Regions from separate parts of the Sus scrofa genome. Here region 2 is linked to region 1. Evidence: chromatin contacts called from public HiChIP or PLAC-seq data. All regions are on one chromosome and are shown on one strand. The core of a region is the stretch at or near the end of the contact, and the rest is flanking DNA. Distances in the headings are between cores, read along the strand shown. Region 1 overlaps DTX1 (E3 ubiquitin-protein ligase DTX1). Region 2 overlaps OAS2 (2'-5'-oligoadenylate synthetase 2, 69/71kDa).

Region 1 (5,451 bases), core at 1,512-4,011:
CGGGGGGCAGTGCTGGCTTGTGACTTTGGGTGAACCATGCTCCCTCCATGAGCCTCAGTTTCATCCTCTGTAAAACATGCCTCTTGGGACTGTGGTCAGTATTACTTTGTTCATTCAGCAGGAATTTAATGAGCACCTACTACGTGCCATACACTGTCTTAGACACTAGGGATGCAGCAATGAGCAGGACAGATACAAACCGCTACTCTCAAGGCTGTTCCATGCTGGTAGGGCTGATGGGCATGGTACAGGAGCCCAGACACTGAGGAGGTCCAGAATGTAGGGCTATTCCTGATCTTGGCGCCATAGGAGCAGCCAGGCTGGAGGCTGAGTCTCCCCTGGGCCCTGTGTAGCTGCATCTTTGCTCTGCCACCTGGCTAAGTGCCTCTCCCTCTCTGTGCTCCTCCCAGCATCCCTCTGGAGCTGCTCCAGGCTGCCACCTCCACCTTCCCCGGGCAGTCGTGGCAGGCGGGTGATGGGCTATGGGAGGGAGTCTGGCGCCAGGCCCTGGCGCTGAACGCCCTGAAGTGCAGAACAAAGGAGGAGGCAATCAAAGGAGGCAGTGCTGGCGGCCAGGACAGTCTTGCCAGCAGCTGCAGCGTAGCCACCTCTTCTGCGATGACAGGCTGGGCCCCATCGTCACGGAGCTTTTGTCCCCTGTCCCTCCGACTGCAAGCAGAGCATGCCAGGGGAAGCATAGAGTTCACCCGAATTTGCACCATTACGGAGCCCTCTCCGGTTCCTCTCTTCCAGGGAACAAAGGTTCATTCACGCTAAGTTGTTAGTCACCTGGTACTGTGAAAATAAGAGTTGGGGCCTGGGGTCAAGAGCTCCCTCTAAGTGCAGGTGATTTGGGCCAAGTCCCTTTCTCCTTCCGGGGCTCAATATCCCCCTCCAGAAACATGCTGGAAATTCAGATATTTACAGGGCCTGGGCAGCCAAGAGAAAGGTATGCAGTGCCTGGGAAGGTGATGGTTTTCCGCTGTTGTTCTCTAGTGCCTGGTACATGGTAGGTGCTCAATAAATACTTGAAAACATGAACAAGGTGACCGTGACTCAGCTTTTGCCAACTGTTGCCAAGAGCGCCAATCCTGGTGGCTGCATCTTGGATATTTGGGGATTTTTTTTTTTTAAGGCCACACCTAAGGCATATGGAAGTTCCCAGGCTAGAGATCGAATCGGAGCTGTAGCCGCTGGCCTACCCCACAGCCACAGCAGTGCGGGATCTGAGTCACTTCTGCGACCTACACCACAGCTCATGGCAACACCAGATTCTTTAACCTGCTAAGCAAGGCCAGGGATCGAACCCACGTCCTCATGGATACTAATCAGATGCTTAATCCACTGAGCTACAACAGGAACTCATATTTAGGGATTTTCAAAATCCAGGCTTGAGAGGGTCCACCTCATTATTAAATGCCTGGTCATGACAATTATAAACGTCATGGGGACCCAAACAAAATCAGTTACTCTCAACTTGCATTCTCCAGCCTCATCATTTGCAGTATTCGGGTAGGTTCATTCATTCATTCATCCATTCAGCTAGCATTTTCCAAGTGCCTACCTCCCTGTGCTCCTGGCTGTGGAGAGATGCTAAGGTGGCTGAAGCCAGTCCAGCCTTTGAGAGGTTTCCGGGCTAGAAGAAACAGATGCCTCAACCTTCAGTGAGCTACGTGCTTTACTGGCGCTCCTGCAAGTGCAAGGTGTGCTATGTGAGTCCCAAGAAGGGAGTGATTCTCCCTGAAGACAGCAGAGATTTTCAGGGGACAGTGCTTGAGCTGAACCATGACAAGTGTGTAGGACTTCAGCAGGGAGGAAAATGGGGTGGTGTGGGTGGAAGGACATGCCAGAGGGAACAGCCTGTGCAAATATGCAGAGGCATAAGCACGTGTGATGTGTTCAGAGAATAGCTAGAAGTTTGGTGCCGTAGGAGTGTGAGGCTTGTGATGGGCCTGGAAGATGAGTTAATGCACTTAGACCGTTCATTCCTAAGGGCACTAGAGAGCTATTGAGGGGTGTTGAGCGGAGGAGAGATGTGGTCAGACTTGAGTCTGTGAGAATGCATGACAGGGTCGAAGGGTGGAAACTGGGACACAGGACAGAGGTTGCTGCAGTAGGGGTGGTGGCAGCGGAAGTGGAGAGAAGTTCAAATCTGGCTGGACTGAATCCCGGCTTAACTTAGTAGCTATGTGATCTGGGGTAAGTCACTTCACTCTCTCTTTGGTATTTGTACAAGGCAACAATAATAATGGTACCTGTTCTATAGAATGTTGTGTAGATTAAGAATTAACATGTGTGGAGTTGCTGTTGTGGCTTAGCAGGTTAAGGACCTGACATAGTGTCCTTGAGGATGCCTCACTCAGTGGGTTAAGGATCCAACACTGCCATGAGCTGTGATGTTGGTTGCAGGTGTGGCTCGGATCTGGCATTGCTGTGGCTGTGGCATAAGCCAGCAGCTGTAGCTCCGATTCGACCCCTAGCCTAGGAACTTCCATATGCCATGGGTGCGGTCCTAACAAAGCAAAGAAAAAAAAAAAAAGAATGAACATGTGAAACACTTAGAACAGTACCTGGCACATAGGAGGCACTCTGTGGGTGTTTACCATGATGATATGATGATGATAATATCTGTTTCACAAACGAGGAAGCAGAGACTTGGGTCAGAGGCAGTTGCCCAACACCACTCAGGGCTCCAGGAGAGAGAGGGCTCTCACTCCTTCCTACCCACTGCATTTCCCTCTTTCAGCTCCTGCTGCTGTGCCAGAGGGTCTGAACCCAAGTGTGTTAAAAGCCAGATGACCCAGAAGCCACACCCACAGCCCATCATGTAGGGATAGCCAGCTTTCAGGTGCTGGCAGCCTCCAGAGCAGGGACATTTTGCAACTGATTTGAAAGTGGCGGCCTCTTCGAGTGCCATGCAGCCCTTTAGCCTTCCCCAGGCCAGGCTGGAGACCCCCTCCCCTCCCCTGCCTGGCTGCCAGCCGACCCTGGGGACCCTGGGCCAGATTCAAACGTGCAGAAACCGCTAATGGGCCGCAGCTCAGTTGACAAGTCCCCTGGGAGCGTTTGGAGGGAAACAACACTGCGGGATTATTGATCACAGGGCAGTGTTGAGGGGGGCACTCTGGGCTCACAGACTGCAGTTTGAATCCCAGCCAGGCCACCGCCCCCAGGTGGACCTCCAAGTCTTCCCAAAGAGCCTCAGTTTCCCCATCTGCCAAATAGTAGTGCACAAGGGAGTTCCTGTTGTGGCTCAGTGGGTTAAGAAACCTACATAATGTCCATGAGAATGCAGGGTCTCACTGGCCTCTCTCAGTGGGTTAAGGACCTGGTGTGGCTGTGGCTGTGGCATAGGCTAGCAGCTGGAGCTCTGAGTCGACCCCTAGCCTGGGAACCTCCATATGCCGCGGGTGCAGCCCTAAAAAAATAAAATAATAAAATAATATCCATACCTCACAAGGCCACGTGAGGATTAAATGAGTTAACATGAGCTTGGGCCACAAAATGTGTTCTCTGAGTGTGAATGATGGTTCTAAAGGCTTCTAGGTTGGGAGAGGAGTCAGTAAACTACCTCAGCAGGCCTGGCATCCAGTCGGTGTTCAAATCAGGCTTCACCCATTGCCCGAGCTCCAGTCACCGGCCTCAGCCTATAGCGGGACTTCCCCAACCTGACAGGACATCCCATGACTGCCTCCCACAGGCCCCCCTTCCCAGGAGGATCTGGGTGCCCCCAAACTGAGGTCACTTCCCTCCAGGAAGCCACCCCCAGAGGGAGCAGTTCATTGTCGGGATTTAGGGCTGGCCCAGTCCAGAAAGGAGCCCTTTGGAGACTAGAGGGGCAGACAGAAGGGCTCAGAGCCTTCCCTGTCTCTATAGAGTCAGTTTCTCCTCAAGGCTAAGAGCTGGGAGCAGAGACACCCACACACAAGCAGAGGGGTCAAATCAGGACCAAGTTCTCCAGGCAGAAACCTCTTCATGGCTAAACAGCTGAGGTAGTGAGTTCCCCATCACTGGGGGTATCCTAGGCTGGGCTACCACTTGTCTGAGTTAAACCCCTTAGAATCGGGAGTTCCCATCGTGGCTGAGTGGTTAACGAATCCAACTAGGAACCATGAGGTTGCAGGTTGGATCCCTGGCCTCACTCAGTGGGTTAAGGATCCGGCGCCGCCATGAACTGTGGTGTAGGTTGCAGATGCGGCTCAGATCCAGCATTGCTGTGGCTCTGGTGTAGGCCGGTGGCTACAGCTCCAATTAGACCCCTAGCCTGGGAACCTCCACATGTCTCAGGAGTGGCCCTAGAAAAGACAACAAACAAACAAACAAAAAAAAAACCCTTAGAACCAGTTTAAGCTTTCCTTTCCTTTACTCCATGAATAAAGCACCATCCCCAACCCTCTCAAGATTTCACTTCTTTCGGGAGTTCCCATTGTGACTCAGTGGGTTACAAACCCCACCTGGTATCCATGAGGATGTGGGTTCCATCCCTGGCCTCGCTCAGTGAGTTAAGGATCTGGCTTTGCCATGAGCTGTGGTGTAGGTTGCAGACTCAGCTTGGATCTGGCATTTCTGTGGCTGTGGTATAGGCCGGCGGCTACAGCTCCAATTCAACCCCTAGCCTGGGAACTTCCATATGCCGTGGGTATGGCCCTAAAAAGCCAAAAAAAAAAAAAGATTTCACTTCTCTGGGACCTCAGCTGTCTTCTGTAAAATGTGAATAATTCAGATCCCTCCCTGGAAGGACAGTGCTAAACACAGCCTCTGGCACATAGTGGGTACACAGTAAATGTTAGCCTTTTTTTTTTTTTTTTTTTTTTGGTCTTTTTGTCTTTTTAGGCCCCACTGCGGCACATGGAGGTTCCCAGGCTAGGGATCTAATCAGAGCCATAGCCACCGGCCTACGCCAGAGCCACAGCAATGCCAGATCCAAGCCAAGATTGAGACCTACACCACAGCTCATGGTAATGCCGGATCCTTAACCCACTGAGCAAGGCCAGGGATCGAACCTGCAACCTCATGGTTCCCAGTCGGATTTGTTTTCTCTATGCCACAACGGGAACTCCAGTAAACGTTAGCTTTCTTGTTATTGCTGTCACTGCCATCTACCCCCACTGTCTCTCCTCTCTATTCCCCCCGTCACTTGGCCCAGCTCTCTTGTTCTCTCTGACTGTCTGTGATATTTTCCATCTCTAGGTTCCAGAATTTTGTTTCTTTATGTCTCTCTGCCCCCCACTCTCTGGTATCTGCCGTAGCATTTCCCTTTTTGATCCTGGTCTCTCTGTGCCTGTGTGTCTCTCTGTCTCTGTGCCTCTCTCTCCCTATCTCTTGCTCCCCCCCACGTCTCCATCTCTTTTTGGTTGTCTCTGCCCCAGGCATGAACTGGTTCCTGGCTGCAGTAGCCATGGCGCCCGCACCCCCACTCTCTGGGGGCCCAGCTCCTGCAATCCTCCAGCT
Region 2 (5,451 bases), core at 1,402-3,901, 260 kb after region 1:
TTCAGTTTGGTGGGCTGGGAGCGAACAAAATCGCGCTGCAGCTTCGTGAAACAGGTAGAAAATTCTCCCCCCAGGATGTCTGAGGATTTATATAAGGAGATGAGCTCAGCATAAATCTTGGGGCTGGGTGCAGAGCCGGACTTCAGGTCACCTAGCATTGGATGGGTGGGGAGAGGAGAAACTGGCGTTATGTTTTAATCTGTATAGAAAGTAACAGACGTCAAAACATTGTTGACAAATCTAATTCTGGGACATGACTTTGAACTCTGTCAGTGTCTGGAAGTGACTGATATCTAAGATATTGGGGCCATCTGCGGTGTAATGAGATATTAAAAATTGTATGGTTTATATGAGTGTAAGTAGTATTATTAAAGTGCTATCTAGACCCGCGCTGTCCAATAGTGTAGCCATTAGCCATCATGGTTATTTGCATTCAAACTAATTAAAGGAAACTAAAATGAGAAATTTAGTTTCTCAGGTGCACTAGCCACATTTCAAAGTCTCAACAGATACAGAACTAAGACATAGAACATTTTTATTATCACAGAAAGACCTTCTGGACAGCCCTGACCTCAAGTTTGCAAACCACGACCCCCAGGCTAAATCCGGTGCCCTGCTTGCTTTTGTAAATAAAGTGTTACTGGAACACAGTCATACCCACTTGTTACTGTACATTGTTGCTGGGTGTTTGCAAGCTACAGAGGAAGAGTTGAGTAGTTATGACAGATACCTTATGGTCCTTCAAAGCTAAATATACTTGCTATCTCGCCTTTTATAGAAAAAGTTAGCCTACCCCCAATCGATATGGTCATTTCCTCACTAGAGACACTAAGAACTGTTCAGAAGGAAGGTACCAGAGTCTTCTGATTTTGATTTGGAAAATGTCTGAAGTAGCCTTGGTTTCTTTCTTTCTTTCTTTTTACAGTCACACCTGTGGTATAGGCAAGTTCCTGGGCCAAGGCTCGAACTGGAGCTGCAGCTGCAGCCTAGGCTACAGCCATGGCAACACCAGATCCAAGCCACATCTGCAACCTATGCCACAAGCTCTTGGCAATGCCAGATCCTTAACTCACTGAGTGAGGCCGGGGACTGAACCTGCATCCTCAGAGACAATGAGGCATGTAGAAATTCCCAGGCCAGGGATTGAACCCGCATCACAGCAGTGAGCCAAGCCACTGCAGTGACAATGCCAGATCTTTAACCTGCTGTGCCACAGAAAACTCCTGTGTACCCCACTCTTTGATAGATGCTGGGAATGATACCGTGAGAGGATAAGATGTGGCTTCTGGCCTTCCTTGGGACACTTAAATGAGAAATGACAATGAAAATGTATACAGATGTCAGATCCTGTCACTGTGAATGCCCCCTGGTAGGGCGCTGGACCCATGACCCATTAGTACGTCACGTGACCTGCCCCCTACTCCTTCCACCGTCGCACCAGAATCCATCTTCCTCTTCCAGAAGCTCACAGCTGGGGGTCTTACCTAGTGCGTTAAAGGCAGGCAGCACATCGAAGTGTACGCATTCGTTGAGGACTTTGGATTTCAGAGAGAAGCTCAGCACCCTGGGAGCCTTCCATTTTGAGATCTCAAACGTCACTTCAAAATCCTGCGCCTGCTGACAGGCTTCCAGCTGCTTGTGGATTTCCTTGATGATGGTGCATCTCTCATTTTTTTGGGAGGTGTAGCTTTTCAGCAAGTCTGTGAACACGACGAGGTCAGCATCGGAGTTCTTCAGAGCTGTGCCTTTGGCAGTTGATCCCCCCTAGTGAAGGAAGGAAGGTAAATCCAGATACAGTGTTTTCTAGCGCTCGAGCCCCTCCCATCCCTAGGGCCTGGCACCATTTGGGCTAAGGGTAGTTCCAGGTTAAGAGTCTCCACTTAGGGAAGTCAGTCAGACGAGGAGACACCAACATCGAATGCTTTCACTGACATGTGGAATCTGAAAAAAGGACACAATGAACTTCTTTGCAGAATAGATACTGACTCACAGACTTTTGAAAAACTTATGGTTTCCAAAGGAGAGAGTTCGGGGGGTGGGGGGATGTGCTGGGGGTGTGGGATGGAAATCCTGTGAAATTGGATTGTGATGATCATTACACAACTATAAATGTAATAAATTCATTGAGTGATAATAAAAAAAAAAAAAGGAAAAAAAAAGTCTCCACTTAGGGCAGGGTCTATTTTCAAGTGAATAGAACCATATGGTTCCAAAGGTGGTTCATCTCATGCCCTTGGATGTGTGAATTTACCCACAAGCAAGCGATGGCTACAAAACAGAAATAAATTACCTACTTCTTTTTTTTTTTTTGGTCTTTTTAGGGCCAAACCTGCAGCATATGGAGGTTCCCAGGCTAGGGGTCAAATTTGAGCTGGTAGTGGCTGGTCTACACCACAGCCACAACAATGCCAGATCCTTAACCCACAGAGCGAGGCCAGGGGTCGAATCCCACATCCTCATGGATACTAGTCAGATTCGTTTCTGCTGAGCCACGATGGCAACTGCCAAATTACCTACTTCTCAAGTCCACTTCCTAAAGCCGTCTCCTGAGGACTACGTAGCTTTGCAGACTCAGAGAGAACAGATTAGTGTCAACCCTTTCCTCTCTCCTTCTTGTGGCCACAAGCATGCAGTTATCTGGCTATTGGCCAACACAAGGAGGGAAGTGCGTCAGCCCCTGTGGCTGCTGAGTCACGGAGAAGAGTGGCCCAATCTGCTGAACCTCTAACTCAGCTGATGGGATGAATTGGGCTCCAGTCACCAAAACAAGGAAGACCATCACTTTTTGGTTCCGTACGCACCTAGCCTGGAATCTGCAGTGGTTTGAAAGGTGGCCCCCAAAAGGTACGTCTGCTGGGAACCTGTGTGAATGTGAAGTTATTTGGAAAAAGGGTCTTTGTAGATGTGATTAACTTAGGGAACTGTGGGCCCTATGTCCAATGACAAATGTTCTTAGAAGGGACGAGAAGACAGACCCAGAGGAGAAGGCGATGGGAAGAGGAGGCGGAGGTCAGAATGGATGCGCCACCAGCAGCCCTCGGAGGTTAGCGCAGGATCCCAAGTCCAGTATCACTGACAGAGGCAGTGCAATAGCACCCTTCATGGAAAGCCAGTGTCCTAGCTTCCCATCTCCCCAGCTTCCCGCCCTCAGCCACCGCCCGCACACTGCGGTGGTCACGAGTGCCAGGGCTGCAGAGCCCGCTTAGTTCCACACCAGAAACACCCTGGAAGAGAAACGCCAGGGCTCACCTTGACAATCTTCTGAACCTTTGTAGCCGAATGGCGGAAGCAATTTTCTTTAAGGAATTTACAGATGATGTCCACGGCCTTCTTGGTCTGATCTAAGAAAGTCTTGTCCGGCTGGAGAAAGTCCTTGATGAACTTATCGAGATGATGGCTTGGGGTCGAGTAGAGTGATGCAGGCTGTGGAAGGACCCCCACCATGAGTGGCTCCTGCCAGCCGCCCCCCAACCCCCAGCTTCTTCCCCTGCCCCACCCGCCATCTCCCTCCTGCTGGCACATTTGTCTGAGTTCTTGCATCGACACACCCCAAGATCTCCCAGAAACAAAAATTCTCCTAGTTGCTCCTCCTCACTAGATCTCTAAGGACAGATCTGGATCCTTCTCCTCACAGATGTAATGCCCCTGGCTCTCAATTACTCTCCAGTTTCCACTTCCTGTTGTGGCAAACACCTGCTAATGGCCAGCACCTCTTAGCTTCTCCTCCTGCTCTGTTCCTTATTTTCCCATTTATTGTAGGTCCCTCCCCACTCACTACCCCCCTTCCCCGCACCCATGGCATGTGAAGTTCCCAGGCCAGGGCTGAACCCTCATCACAGCAGTGACCCAAGCCACAGCAGTGACAATGCTGGATCCTTAACCACTAGGCCACCAGGGAACTCCACTCCTATTTCAGGAGCATATGGAAGTTCCCAGGCTAGGGGTCGAATTGGAGCTGCAGCTGCCGGCCATAGCCACAGCCATAGCCATGCTGGATCCAAGTCAAGTCCAGGACCTACCCCACAGCTCATGGCAACGCCAGATCCTTAGCCCACTGGACAAGGCCAAGGATTGAACCCGAATCCTCATGGACACTAGTCAGGTTCGTAACCCACTAAGCCACAGCAGGAACTCCATGTATTTTTGACGTCTGATGACCACACGCATTGCTTTTTTAAGGTTCTATCAGCCTCTGTTAAACACCCTGAGCCCAGGTGGACTGGTTTCCAGGCACTGCTATAACATCATGATTCTGGAGACTAGACATCTGACATCCAAGTGTGGGCAGGGCCCTGCTCTCTGAAGGCTCTGGGGAGAAACTTTCCGTGTGTCTTCCAGCTTCTGCCAGTCCATGGTCATCCTTGTCTTGTGCCTGCCTCTGCTGTCACATGGCCTTCTCCCCCCACCCCGCGCCTTTTTTTTGGTCTTTTTGCCATTTCTTGGGTCGCTCCCGTGGCATATGGAGGTTCCCAGGCTAGGGGTCAAATTGGAGCTGTAGCTGCCGGCCTACACCACAGCCACAGCAACGTGGGATCTGATCCACGTCTGTGACCTACACCACAGATCACGGCAACGCCGGATCCTTAACCCACTGAGCAAGGCCAGGGATCGAACCCTCTACCTCATGGTTCCTAGTCAGATTCGTTAACCACTGAGTCACAGCGGGAACTCAGGGTGACCTCATTTTAATGATACCTGCAAAGACTCTACTTCCAAAGATCACATCCTTAGGATTCAGGGGATTTGAATTTTGCAAGAACACTATTCAACCCTCCACAGCAGGGGGAGCTGTGCCCTCGAAGGGAGCGGAAGACCCTGGAGGGTGGGACCTGTTCACTCCCTGGCCCTTGCAGCCACTTCTGGAAAGAAACCATATTCTGCTGTCTAGATGGGGTCTGACACCTGCACAGAAGTGCGGTTCCTCTTTGGGAGAGGACGTGCTCTGAGGAGCATGGGTCACGATACCTCACCTGAGCATCTCCTCTCCCCTGTTCCACCTGCTGCGGTCAGGGACTCCCGCAGGCCTGTCTGCACCTTGCTGGTGGGAGGCAGAATGGCGATACCCCTCAAACGTCCACATCCTAGTCTAGGACTACATGGATGCATTCCAGTTAAGGATCCTGAGATGGAGAGCTTATCCTGGGGTGGGGGGCAGGGTGCTGCAACCCAGTGTCATCACAAGGGTCCTCAGCAGAGGGAGGCAAGAGATTCAGATATTATTACTGTCCAGAAACAATCCATTTTCAGATTTGGCCGATTATCCCAAGGACGTCCTGTTCACAGATTCCTTCACTTCCAGGGCCCTGTGAATTTGGCAAGTTCAATTTACGTCTACCATTTCTATCCCAGATCGTTGCTCAGCGGGCCCTCAAATTCCTGTGTAAGTGATGTGCAGATGCCTGCCTCCCATAATTTGGATGTAAATTGGTCCCATACCCATATCTGTGCCAT

The links. HiChIP or PLAC-seq counts read pairs in DNA pulled down with a chosen protein or histone mark.
Region 2: a contact with region 1 is called in an H3K27ac HiChIP or PLAC-seq map of alveolar macrophages. The contact joins two enhancer-like sites. A contact is called at or near these places in 1 of 5 promoter capture datasets (fetal skeletal muscle) and 1 of 2 datasets of contacts at active chromatin or transcription factors (alveolar macrophages).

The regions. Positions count from the first base shown.
Region 1 is chr14:38,569,175-38,574,625 of Sscrofa11.1, forward strand. All of the region lies in intron 2 of DTX1 (E3 ubiquitin-protein ligase DTX1), which reads left to right. Among named protein-coding and RNA genes, the nearest start is that of DTX1, 12 kb to the left of the region's middle. Within about 2 kb of position 2,762, at least 3 of the 83 cell types and tissues checked have an H3K27ac peak or open chromatin away from gene starts, as enhancers often do. A contact at or near this core is called in alveolar macrophages, where this site is marked.
Region 2 is chr14:38,832,315-38,837,765 of Sscrofa11.1, forward strand. OAS2 (2'-5'-oligoadenylate synthetase 2, 69/71kDa) reads right to left here. Exons shown (of 11, transcript NM_001031796.1): 6 at 3,250-3,423; 7 at 1,485-1,764; 8 at 1-151. Among named protein-coding and RNA genes, the nearest start is that of OAS2, 13 kb to the right of the region's middle. Within about 2 kb of position 2,652, at least 9 of the 83 cell types and tissues checked have an H3K27ac peak or open chromatin away from gene starts, as enhancers often do. A contact at or near this core is called in alveolar macrophages, where this site is marked.